Linked DNA regions of Hordeum vulgare: region 2 is linked to region 1. The links are chromatin contacts, called in public Hi-C maps. All regions are on one chromosome and are shown on one strand. The core of a region is the stretch at or near the end of the contact, and the rest is flanking DNA. Distances in the headings are between cores, read along the strand shown.

The links. Hi-C and Micro-C count contacts between places; a contact is called where the count stands out from the background.
Region 2: a contact with region 1 is called in a Hi-C map of seedling, with 5 times the contacts expected there. The contact joins the enhancer-like site here to the promoter of LOC123452420 in region 1. A contact is called at or near these places in 4 of 6 Hi-C or Micro-C datasets (leaf and seedling) and 1 of 1 datasets of contacts at active chromatin or transcription factors (embryo).

The regions. Positions count from the first base shown.
Region 1 is chr5H:534,994,643-535,000,420 of MorexV3_pseudomolecules_assembly, reverse strand. LOC123452420 (probable xyloglucan glycosyltransferase 9) reads left to right here and starts at 1,979. Exons shown (of 5, transcript XM_045129067.1): 1 at 1,979-3,110; 2 at 3,208-3,516; 3 at 3,616-3,906; 4 at 4,003-4,116; 5 at 4,524-5,161. The coding sequence starts at 2,343. The coding sequence ends at 5,111.
Region 2 is chr5H:535,047,359-535,052,689 of MorexV3_pseudomolecules_assembly, reverse strand. No RefSeq gene overlaps it. Among protein-coding and RNA genes, the nearest start is that of LOC123452423, 29 kb to the left of the region's middle. Within about 2 kb of position 3,324, at least 3 of the 3 cell types and tissues checked have open chromatin away from gene starts, as enhancers often do. A contact at or near this core is called in leaf and seedling, where this site is marked.

The DNA of each region.
Region 1 (5,778 bases), core at 730-3,229:
TTAGCCCTTCCAAAACAGAAAAATACCACTCCTCTAAATGCATGCATCGCTTCTTGTAAAGAAAAAAAAAAGAAAGTATTTGTTTCCTCATTATGTATCTCTTACTCCCTCTATTTTTATATATAAAGGTCACAATAAAATATATATTTTGCGTATAGGACACTAACAATAAATGAGATACATATTAATAATGTTGCCTCATACAAGCAACCCATGGTTTAACTACTCCCATGCGTGCATTGAATGATAATGACACATTCAACTACTTCTTTCTCACATTCACTCAATTTTCTCTAATTTGCATGTGTTCTATTAATTAATCAGGTAAACAAGAGAAAATACTGGTTATTAAATTTTATCTTTATACTTGTAATTTGAGTTTGTGGTTCTATATATAAAAATGGAGGAAGTACTTTCCAAGCCTAAATGATTTAGTTGTCGCTAATGAATGATTTTGTCAAAGTTAATTTCATCCTTATATATATATGGATTAACTTTTTGTCACCTTGGGTGAGGAATAGTTAGTCTTCATCCCCTCTATTTTAATATAAATGCATCATAATTTTAGGTTCCGTTAATTTAATTTAATTTTATACGTAAAAAAACACGTAAGGAAATATATAATTTTCGTAAAAATATATTTTGTTACATAAATTTGCAAATGTAAAAACATAATGTAAAATACGCATAAAATGTAGTTTTCCTGATTTTATGACCTATATTTTTGTTTTTATGCCAAATTTTACATAGTGAATTAATATGAATGTAACTATTTGAATTTAAAATATAATTAATTTATGAAATGACTGTAAAATTACCTTGATCATAACAAAAATAATACACTTTACAGAAAAAAAATCGAGGGAGTATTTGGCAGCTGCATGAATTAAAATTTCTCCGACGCGTTGTCGCCCAAAAATACAAACAAGCTTTTGACCCAGCGTGGTGTTACGCAGGGACCATTCCCTGAAAACGAAATACTGGAGGGTTGTTTTTGGCAGACGTGGGAAACCTTGTGCCTGCGAAGCACGCCGCGTCACACTCACACTGTTCCTCCCGTGTCAAAGAGAGAGAAAGGAGCGAATACAGTCACTGCCATCTTTTCGCTATGATGAATGACCAAATCCAACCCAAGTTTAGTAGTTAGTAGTTTACCCACAGAAGTTACTCGATATCTTTCATACGTATGTAGAGTATAAGAAACAAATGGAGCAAGCAAGAAGACGTTCAAATAATCTGTAGTTACTAAAGAAACTGAAATAAAGAACCGAGCAAAAATAATGGCTGAGTAGTCTTGCTGACAAGAAAATCAAAGGGACCTATCAAATATTATATTTTTAGGCGTGTCAAATGGGACTTTTTTCATTGTAAATTATGTTTGTCAAGAATGTCAAGTTTAGTTGAAGAACATACCAATCTGTTTCAGTTTAATATTTTTTCCAAAAAATTATTGCGCCTGCAATGCAAACTAAATAAGCATCAACCTTTTTTGACGAGCCAAATACTCTCTCTGTCACGGTTTAGAAGACACAGTTAGACTTGCGTGCGTTTTTAAAATAGACAAAGATTAAGGCACGTTGCATTAATTCTAGCAGCTAATTAGTACTCCGTTGTACTACTTCTATATACATGCGTAGTGTGAATGATATTTTTTAACTTATTTAACAGCCAATCAATAACCACCTAGGTCCTAGAAAATTTGCATGCACGTTTTGTAAATTGTGACGAAGGGAGTAGTAAAATGGAGAAACATGCGCATACCTTTATTTTGCTGGAAGAAAAGCAGTGAGCAAAGTGTAAAAGCCGAGGTCCCCATGCAATTGCATGCTGGATCCCACCGGGGAGCTAAACCACAGGAAACGCGTGAATTTCTCACCGTAATTATCTCCGGTACTACTAGTACTAGCAGAAGTACAAAGGAAAGTAAATAAATTACTACTAGAAAAGAAAGGAAAGGAAGGAAGGACATGCGGCGAAGTAAAAGGGAATTAACGCAGGGAAAGACAAGGGAAGCGCCCTAAAATATTGCTGCCTCCATCCACGCCCGATCTCCCTCCGTCTCTCCACTTCTCCAGACGCGTTGTCGAGCTGTTCCCAGTACGTCCTCCTCCTCCTCCTCTTCCTCTTCTTAAAGCTCTAATGGCAGTGGAGTGAGCTGCCTGGGTTGGCAGTGGAGCTCGGAGGCGGAGTTCGGAGGGCTGAAAAGGAGGGAGGAAGGGGACGGCCGCGGCCAGGAATAGTGCGCGGTAGTGTTGGCGTCTAATTTGGGGGCGGGGGGAAACGAAAGGCCCAGGCCCTTGGCCGGAGGGAGGGCGGGGGTTGGGTTCTTGGACCGGCCATTCATGGCGCCGTGGAGCGGCTTATGGGGCGCCAGGGCCGGCGCCGACGCCTACCGGGGCACGCCGGTGGTGGTCAAGATGGAGAACCCCAACTGGTCCATCTCCGAGATCTCACCGGAGGACGCCGACGACGAGGACTTCCTCGTCTCCGGCGCTGGCGCCCGCGCCCGCCGCCGCAAGGGCGGCCGCGGGAAGAACGCCAAGCAGATCACCTGGGTGCTGCTCCTGAAGGCGCACCGCGCCGCCGGCTGCCTCGCCTCGCTCGCCTCGGCCGCCGTCGCCCTGGGCGCCGCCGCGCGCCGCAGGGTGGCCGACGGCCGCACCGATGCCGACGCCGCCTGCGCCGGCGCGCCCGGCCCGGCGGGCGAGAGCCCCGTGCTCCGCTCCCGCCTCTACGGCTTCATTAGGGCCTTCCTCGTCCTCTCCGTGCTCCTCCTCGCGGTCGAGCTGGCCGCGCACTTCCACGGCTGGGACCTCGCCGCCTCCGCCCTGGCCCTCCCCATTATCGGCGTCGAGTCGCTCTACGGCTCCTGGCTGCGCCTCCGCGCCGCCTACCTCGCGCCGCTGCTCCAGTTCCTCACCGACGCCTGCGTCGTGCTCTTCCTCATCCAGAGTGCCGACCGCCTCATCCAGTGCCTCGGCAGCTTCTACATCACCGTCAAGCGCATCAAGCCCAGGCTCAAGTCCCCGGTGCTGCCGGACGCCGAGGACCCCGACGCCGGCTACTACCCCATGGTGCTCGTCCAGATACCAATGTGCAACGAGAAAGAGGTCAGTGCCGCTGCAAAAGCTCGCACCATTAATATTCCTCCTTCCAAATTCGCGCAACCTCGCAACCAACCATCTAATCTATCTGTTCGTCGTGCAGGTGTATCAGCAATCAATCGCGGCCGTCTGCAACCTCGATTGGCCGAGGTCCAACTTCTTGGTTCAGGTTTTGGACGACTCCGACGACCCGACCACGCAGTCGCTCATCAGGGAGGAGGTCGCGAAGTGGCAGCAGACCGGGGCTCGGATTCTATACCGGCACCGCGTGCTCAGGGATGGGTACAAGGCCGGGAACCTCAAGTCCGCCATGGGCTGCAGCTACGTCAAGGATTACGAATTTGTTGCCATCTTTGACGCTGACTTCCAACCAAACCCAGACTTTTTAAAGCGCACCGTGCCACATTTCAAGGTAGATTCAGGAGAATGTTTGTCCTACTACTACTTTTTGTTATCAATCTTCCATGGTTTATGCTTCCAGTTCTGATTTGCAAATTGTGGGCTGTTTCAGGACAACGATGAACTGGGGCTGGTGCAAGCCAGATGGTCGTTTGTGAACAAGGATGAGAACTTATTGACTCGGTTGCAGAACATCAATCTTTGCTTCCACTTTGAGGTGGAGCAGCAGGTGAATGGTGTGTTCCTAAACTTCTTTGGGTTTAATGGCACCGCCGGCGTGTGGAGGATCAAGGCGCTGGAGGAGTCCGGCGGGTGGATGGAACGGACAACGGTGGAGGATATGGACATTGCAGTTCGGGCGCATCTCCATGGTTGGAAGTTTATCTTCCTGAACGACGTTGAGGTTTTTGTATTATGAAGAACTTCTTCTGAATTGTATGTTTGACAGGTGTGCTTGACCATTTCAATTGAGCTGAAATGTTTGTCTTGCTGTCGACAGTGCCAATGCGAACTACCAGAGTCATACGAGGCTTACAGGAAGCAGCAACATCGGTGGCATTCCGGTCCAATGCAGCTATTCAGGCTTTGCATACCGGACATCATCAAGTCCAAGGTATTGTTATGCTCTTTTTATTGTACCTGAGCAGAATGGACTACCATTTGGATAAGCTGATTGAGGTTAACATGCTGTTGAAAACTCTGAAATGTTATTGCCTTTTATAATTGGGAGTATGTAAACACCCAATTCAGCGTGCGCTTCTAGCATTTTGTGGCGGTTGCTTATGCGACACTTTGAAAATGCTTTGTCATCATTTGCACATCGCAATACAACAAGTATACAAGACCATATGACCTAGTATTTGCTGCTACAATTTGTATTATAGAATGCAGAAATTTGAATTAATGACTGTGTTTGCTTTATTGATATTTTTGTTGCTATTGTCATCATAACAATGTATTGATACCTTTCTCTTATCTGTACCAATTTAGTTGTTTAACATTGTTTTTATTTCGCTGCAGATTTCAGTGTGGAAGAAATTCAACTTGATCTTTCTTTTCTTCCTACTCCGGAAGCTCATACTACCATTCTACTCCTTCACGCTCTTCTGCATCATCCTCCCGATGACGATGTTTGTGCCCGAAGCCGAGCTCCCAGACTGGGTCGTATGCTACATACCTGCCCTCATGTCCCTGCTCAACATCCTGCCGTCACCAAAGTCGTTCCCATTCATCATCCCATACCTGCTCTTCGAGAACACCATGTCGGTGACCAAGTTCAACGCCATGATCTCGGGCCTGTTCCAGCTCGGGAGCGCCTACGAGTGGGTGGTGACCAAGAAGTCGGGCCGGTCGTCGGAGGGCGACCTCATCTCCCTGGCGGCGGTGGCGGTGCCGCCCAAGGAGCTGCGGCACCACCAGAAGGAAGGGAAGAAGCAGAAGAAGCACAACCGGATATACAAGAAAGAGCTGGCGCTGTCGCTGCTCCTGCTGACGGCCGCCGCTCGCAGCCTGCTGACGAAACAGGGTATACACTTCTACTTCCTGCTGTTCCAGGGCATCTCTTTCTTGTTAGTAGGCCTTGACCTCATAGGCGAGCAGGTCGAGTGAACCCCTGTAAACATGGACACGATAGATTTTAAAGGCAGTGATTGGCACCATGGGAGTGTGATTGTCCCCTGACCGGCGCGGCGCCGCGTCGAAGCCCTCGGCGCCGCGCCGGGGTTTGAAATGGCTTATGGGGTTCACCGCGTCGCCGCCGCCCGGCCATGGCATTGCGCGAGCACGGTCGGAGCCGACGAGATCGACGGAGAGGGACGCTTGGTTCTGAGCCCGTTAGAATGTGCAGGCAGGTCTCTCCATTCATTCTTTTGTAACGAAATTCTGATGGTGGTGTGTGGGGAACATGTCCCAGGATCGATCATGTGATATGAACGGTCGATCGCTGAAGGAGAACCGGGGCGTGGCTGGTTGGGAACCGACCGTAAGTAGCTCATCTGGTTCCAGCCGTAGCAGATCCTTTGTTATCAGGTGGTACATGGTTGATGTGGTCAGTGTGTCTGGGTTGGCATTGGCAAAGGTGAAACCGCCCTGGACGGCGTCACATGACGGGTTGGCTGCTTTTTCGTGTGTAGTAGTATGAACAAAAGTTTCGCATCTGGATTCCGGCATCCGGTCAAGAATGGGTTCCACCTGTCCAAAAGGTTTTAGCGAGGCGTTCATGATGAACTTTTCAAAGCAGAAAAAAATGCTAACAGGGGAAGAAACTTGCATGGTA
Region 2 (5,331 bases), core at 2,075-4,574, 51 kb before region 1:
CCAGCGTGGGCTCCTACTCCTACCGATCGAGATTGGACGCTAGCCACGGCCGCTCCGGCGTACCGTCACTCCCATGCCGCGCGCGTTTCACCGGCTCTTGCAACGCAGCTGGCTTGCCTAATCCGGCGTCGGGAACGTGGAGTTGCTCGTTTTGACAAGAAGGGTCTCCCGGCACAGAAAGAATCTTGGCCGTCTCTGAGTGTTAGGTCAGGACTCAAGAATAGTCATGACCCATCAGAACAAGTATAATAACGTATAGTCAGCAGTATGTAAGAATTAAAATACTATATTTTTACAGAGTTGGATGAGAGAGAAGAGGAGAGAGAAGGGAAGCGAGCTTTTCGTGAAGAGTCAGCTCTAGCACGTGCTCCTTGATGCTTTGTGAGAATGAAAGATGGACCATATATAATAAAAATAGTGTCCTTTTAAACTAACTATTGTACAAGCTAGCTATAAGATGAGATATAAGACTGGTTATAGCCAGCAGTTGACTATACTATTAACCATCTCTCAGATCAGAGTGCTCGTTCGGGGTTGGGTCTCAGATCAGAGTGCTCGTTCGGGGTTGGGTTTCTCAGAGGAACGTGCTTCACAACAAATTAGATGTGCTTCCTTGTTTAGTCACTTGAACTTCGCCGACACACATGCCTTTGTCTCTATGAGCTTTTGTCATCCGCTCCGGGAACTGTAACCGGGGGATGTCGTCGATCCGACCAAGAGCCCCGTGGGGAGTAGGATCAGAATAGAAAAACAGATTCAAACTTGGCGGCCGTCGCGAGTAGCACCTAAGCAAGCCATTAAAACTCGAAAAAATGTTGATCTCGAGATGGAAAAGGAACCCTTGAACCAGGCAAACATTGCGCAAAAGCGTTTAAAACAGCACTACATTATACTCCTTTAAACTCCGCAGTACATGTTCGTCGGCAATTTTAAATGGCCCTAAATGCGCTGCTGTCGCTCCGGGCTCCGGCGATCTCGTCTCTAATCACGGATCTCGTCGACGGCCTTTCTCCATCGTCATTCCTTTCTCCTTTATTCTCCTTTAAACCACGACACATGCGACACGGCCGCCATGGCTTTGTGAAGTCACCCGGCCTGTACGTGTTCGGCTTCCACTTGCGGATATGCTAATCAATACCGTAATTCGTGGTTCATGGCACATTCCCATCATCACGGGCAAGCATAAACACAAGCACATTCCCATCACCCACGTAGGTCGATTGGTAGGGGGTCACGCTCATGCAAGGAGCAAAACAAATCGGGTCGAGCGTGGACACTACTGTGGACAACGCAGGATGCGCCGAGTCGTCACTCGATCCTGGAATTTTTGTTCAAAAAGACCACTAGCCGAATGTTATTGTTAAAAAAGACCACATGCGATATGAAATGCGAGAAAAGACCCCTATTTTTCGTGGCGGCAGGCGCGCCAAGTGACGCGTGGCACCTGCCGCCACGGACCGAGGCGGCTGTGCCCCGCCGCCACCCGGCCAAGCGGCCAGCCGGGCAGGTGGCACTTGCCGCCACCACTCCAGGCGGCAGGCTGCCCAGGGCGTGCACTGCTCGCACATGCATGCAACAAAGGCTGGCTGGCCATGCGCGGCCATGCATGCTGCCATGCACAGCATCCCGCCGGTCGCCTGGGGTGCTGGCGGCAGGTGCCACCTGCCCGGCCAGCCGCCTCGCCGGGTGGCGGCGGGGCCCAGCCGTCTCGGCCCGTGACGGCAAGTGCCACGCGTCACCTGGCGCGCCTACCGCCACGAAAAATAGGGGTCTTTTCTCGCATTTCATACCACATGTGGTTTTTTTTGACAATAACATTCGGTTAGTGGTTTTTTTGAACAAAAATTCTCGATCCTGATGCCGCGGCCAAAACGCACGTAGATTTGCGTGGACGCTTGGCACCTTGACTTGACCCATGATGGGGTCGTTCGTTCCTGGCTTCCAGGTACGTGCGTGCCAGTGTGTGAGCCACCATCCATGCCGGAATGCTCAGCAGCGGTACCGTCACGGCTGTGATCGGACATGAAACGACATGCAGTTGAACGGTAAAGACATCGGGATTTGCAGCGTTTTGCTCCATGCCTCTTTGAATCCTGCCACCCACTCACATAGACAGAGGCACATGTTAGCCGTAGGCCGTAGCGTACGTGTACGTGGTAGGAGTATTATTTTCGCCTGTGGGCTAACGTGCGACCCATGTTAGTCGCTACAGAGACAAAGAAGGAGCCGTGAATCATTATGTTCAGTCCGAAAGTATATATATAGGTGTAAAGCGTCCTCTAGTGGCCTTGGATCCGCCCGTTCACAAGATACACTGCCCGGGGATAAAAACGCTTTCATCACAAAAAAGGAGTACGTAGTACTAGCAAAGAAGCCAAAGGAAGTCATCATGGTCGATACGCTTGGTTAACTCGTACTAGTAGCCGTTGACGTTTATAAACTGTGCCCATCGAATCGAACTCTCCTTGGATCCACCTGTCAGTCAGTTAGCTGACAACGTCTAAGAGTATACTGTATCCGAACACCGGCACGCAGTCAGTCAAACACGTGTTTCGTAGCGGCTAAGCTAGCAGAAGAGCCGTCGACAGTAGCCGTTGGCCATGCATCATGGCTACTTCCTACTCCTACCTGGAACAAGACGGCCGGCAACAAAACCGAGCTCCTTCCCTTTCCACACGGGCCTTCGGAAGCGGAAGCAGGCAAGGCAGCGTCATTTGCGGACTACTAGTAGTAGTTTTACTACGCGCCTCCCTCCTCCATGTGGTCTGTGGAGCATGTATGTCCGTCTGTCCCGATCCCAGTGGCGCGTTAATGGACACACGCACGTACATACGTCCTGCGTCCTGGCAGCGCATCAAGGGCGCGCCAGAGCTGCTACGCGGCCACGGCCACGAGGGCCTTCACTGTCGTGCCGTGCAAGCCCCGCCGAGGCGATGCACCCACCCGGCCTCCCCGCCCATTGATGGCCGCATTCATTCGCCACACGCATACGCTAGCTGCTGCTCCTACCTCTCCTCCGAACCGCCCGGCGCGACGGAGCTTCTTGTGCTCTCCGGCTTCGTTCGCGTTGGGGTGGCGCCGCCGACCGCCGGAGACCGGCGCGGGGGTGGGACACACGCTTTGCCTTTTACCACCTCCGGCCCTTTTTCCCTTTGCTTCGGCGTCGCTTTCGTCGCCGGTGTGGGCCACGTTACGTACGACGATGACAGGGGAAAGCGTGGCAGGGGGGGCGTCATGGATCGGACGGCCCTGTTTGAAAGGGCCGACGTCGGCCCCGGTCCCCGCCGTCGGATCGACACGGGATGACACGCGAGATGGTGGTAAAGCTGGCTGGGCGGCTCCGTTTTTTTGCGGTGGCGACCTCGCGGACCCAGGTAATTACCGTGGCGCTGTCCAGGCAGGCGGTTATTCCTTTTTTCGTCTTCTTCGTTCACGCTGCGGCTGTGTGGAATTCCTGGAAATCCCGTGAAGGAAGGTAGCTTTGCTTTAAACAAAGAGATAATAGATTTCAACGCGGTGCCAAAGAGAATCACAGTGATTTACTATCGGATACTACTAGGCGTTTGGCACCAATATGCCTGCATTTATCAACTTTGGCAGTGGTACACAATTTTTAGATCTTTTTATCAATAAAAATTGGGGGCTGATATGCGTTCACCGGCTGATCTAGCCGTCAGATCCTGAAGATCATGTTGTAGAAAACTTTTGTAACATAGGTCAGGTTGCAGAATTTTTTTATCATTTTGCAGCATAGGTAGTGTTACGGAAAGAACTTTTTCAAGAAGGTCATGTTGCAGAAAACTTTTGCAACGTAGGTCACGTTGCAGAATAGGTACCTTTTTTTTGCAACGTAGGTACTCTTGCGAAAGAAACTTTTGCAACAAAGGTCATGTTCAAGAATTTTTTTGCACCATAGGTCTGGTTGCAGAAAAAAAGGTACTATTGCGAAAGAAACTTTTGCAATAAAGGTCATGTTCAAGAAAACTTTTGCAATATAGGTCTGGTTGCAAAAAAAATCTTTGTTTTTTTGCAACATAGGTACTGCTGCGACAACAACTTTTGCAACAAACGTCATATTGCAAAAAAAATTGCAACATAGGTCTGGTTGCACAAAAAAAAATCTTCGTCTTTTTGCAACATAGGTACCGTTGCAACATAATTTTTTGCAACATAGGTCTGGTTGCAGGAAAAAAAATCTTCGTCTTTTTGCAACATAGGTACCATTGCGACATAAACTTTTGCAACAAAGGTCATGTTGCAGAAAACTTTTGAAACATATGTCTGGTTGCAGAATTTTTTATTTGTCTTTTTGGAACATAGGTACTGTTGCGACAGAGTCATGTTGCAGAAACTTTTGAAACATATGCGTGGTTGCATAATTTGTTTCTTTGTATTTTTAGAACATAGGTACTGTTGCGACAGAAACTTCTGTAACAAAGGTCATGTTGCAGAAAAATTCTACAAACATAGGTCAGGTTGCAGAAAAAAATATTTATTTTCTAGCAACATAGATATTATTGTGGAAGAAACTTTTACAACATAAGTGATGTTGCAGAAATTTTGGTTGTTCCGAGATGCATGGCCGCCAGCCTTGCACCATGGCGCAAGAGGGCAGACCTAGCAGCAGCCCGACGTTGCTTATGCAGCGACGAGCTCCGTCTAGTGCGCTACCGGCAGTCTCTCCTAGCTCACTTGTCGGGCAGCGTTGTTAGAGCATATATCTCCATATGTGGTTTTGGTAATTGATGACAATTCATATGGACTAATGGTTGCCTTAAGTTACATTTATAGGATTTGTCCATAGGCACTTCTTAAAGTCCATCTGTTGGGTTCAAGGAGTTTATATGATGACCAAGATGGTATTCAAGGTATTATCCAAAGAATGGTCATAGAAACACATGGTTGATCAAGATCTCAGACAAAGAGTAAATCAAGATGATCAACACACAAAGCGTACAAGATGTACCGAGAGGGATCAAGTGATCCCATGGTATGGTAAGCATTGTCCATTACGTATTTGTGTACTAACCCATGGTCTTCGTGAGAGTTCTATGTGGGGGTTAGGTGTGTTTCCATGGGCTTGCGTCAAAGGGAAGATCTCATACAACCCATGAAGTATGACATCGATGACCAAGATGGTATTCAAGGTATTATCCAAAGAATGGTCATAGAGACACATGGTTGATCAAGATCTCACACAAAGAGCAAATCAAGATGATCAACACACAAAGCGTACAAGATGTACCGAGAGGGATCAAGTGATCCCATGGTATGGTAAGCATTGTCCATTACGTATTTATGTACTAACCCATGGTCTTCGTGAGAGTACTA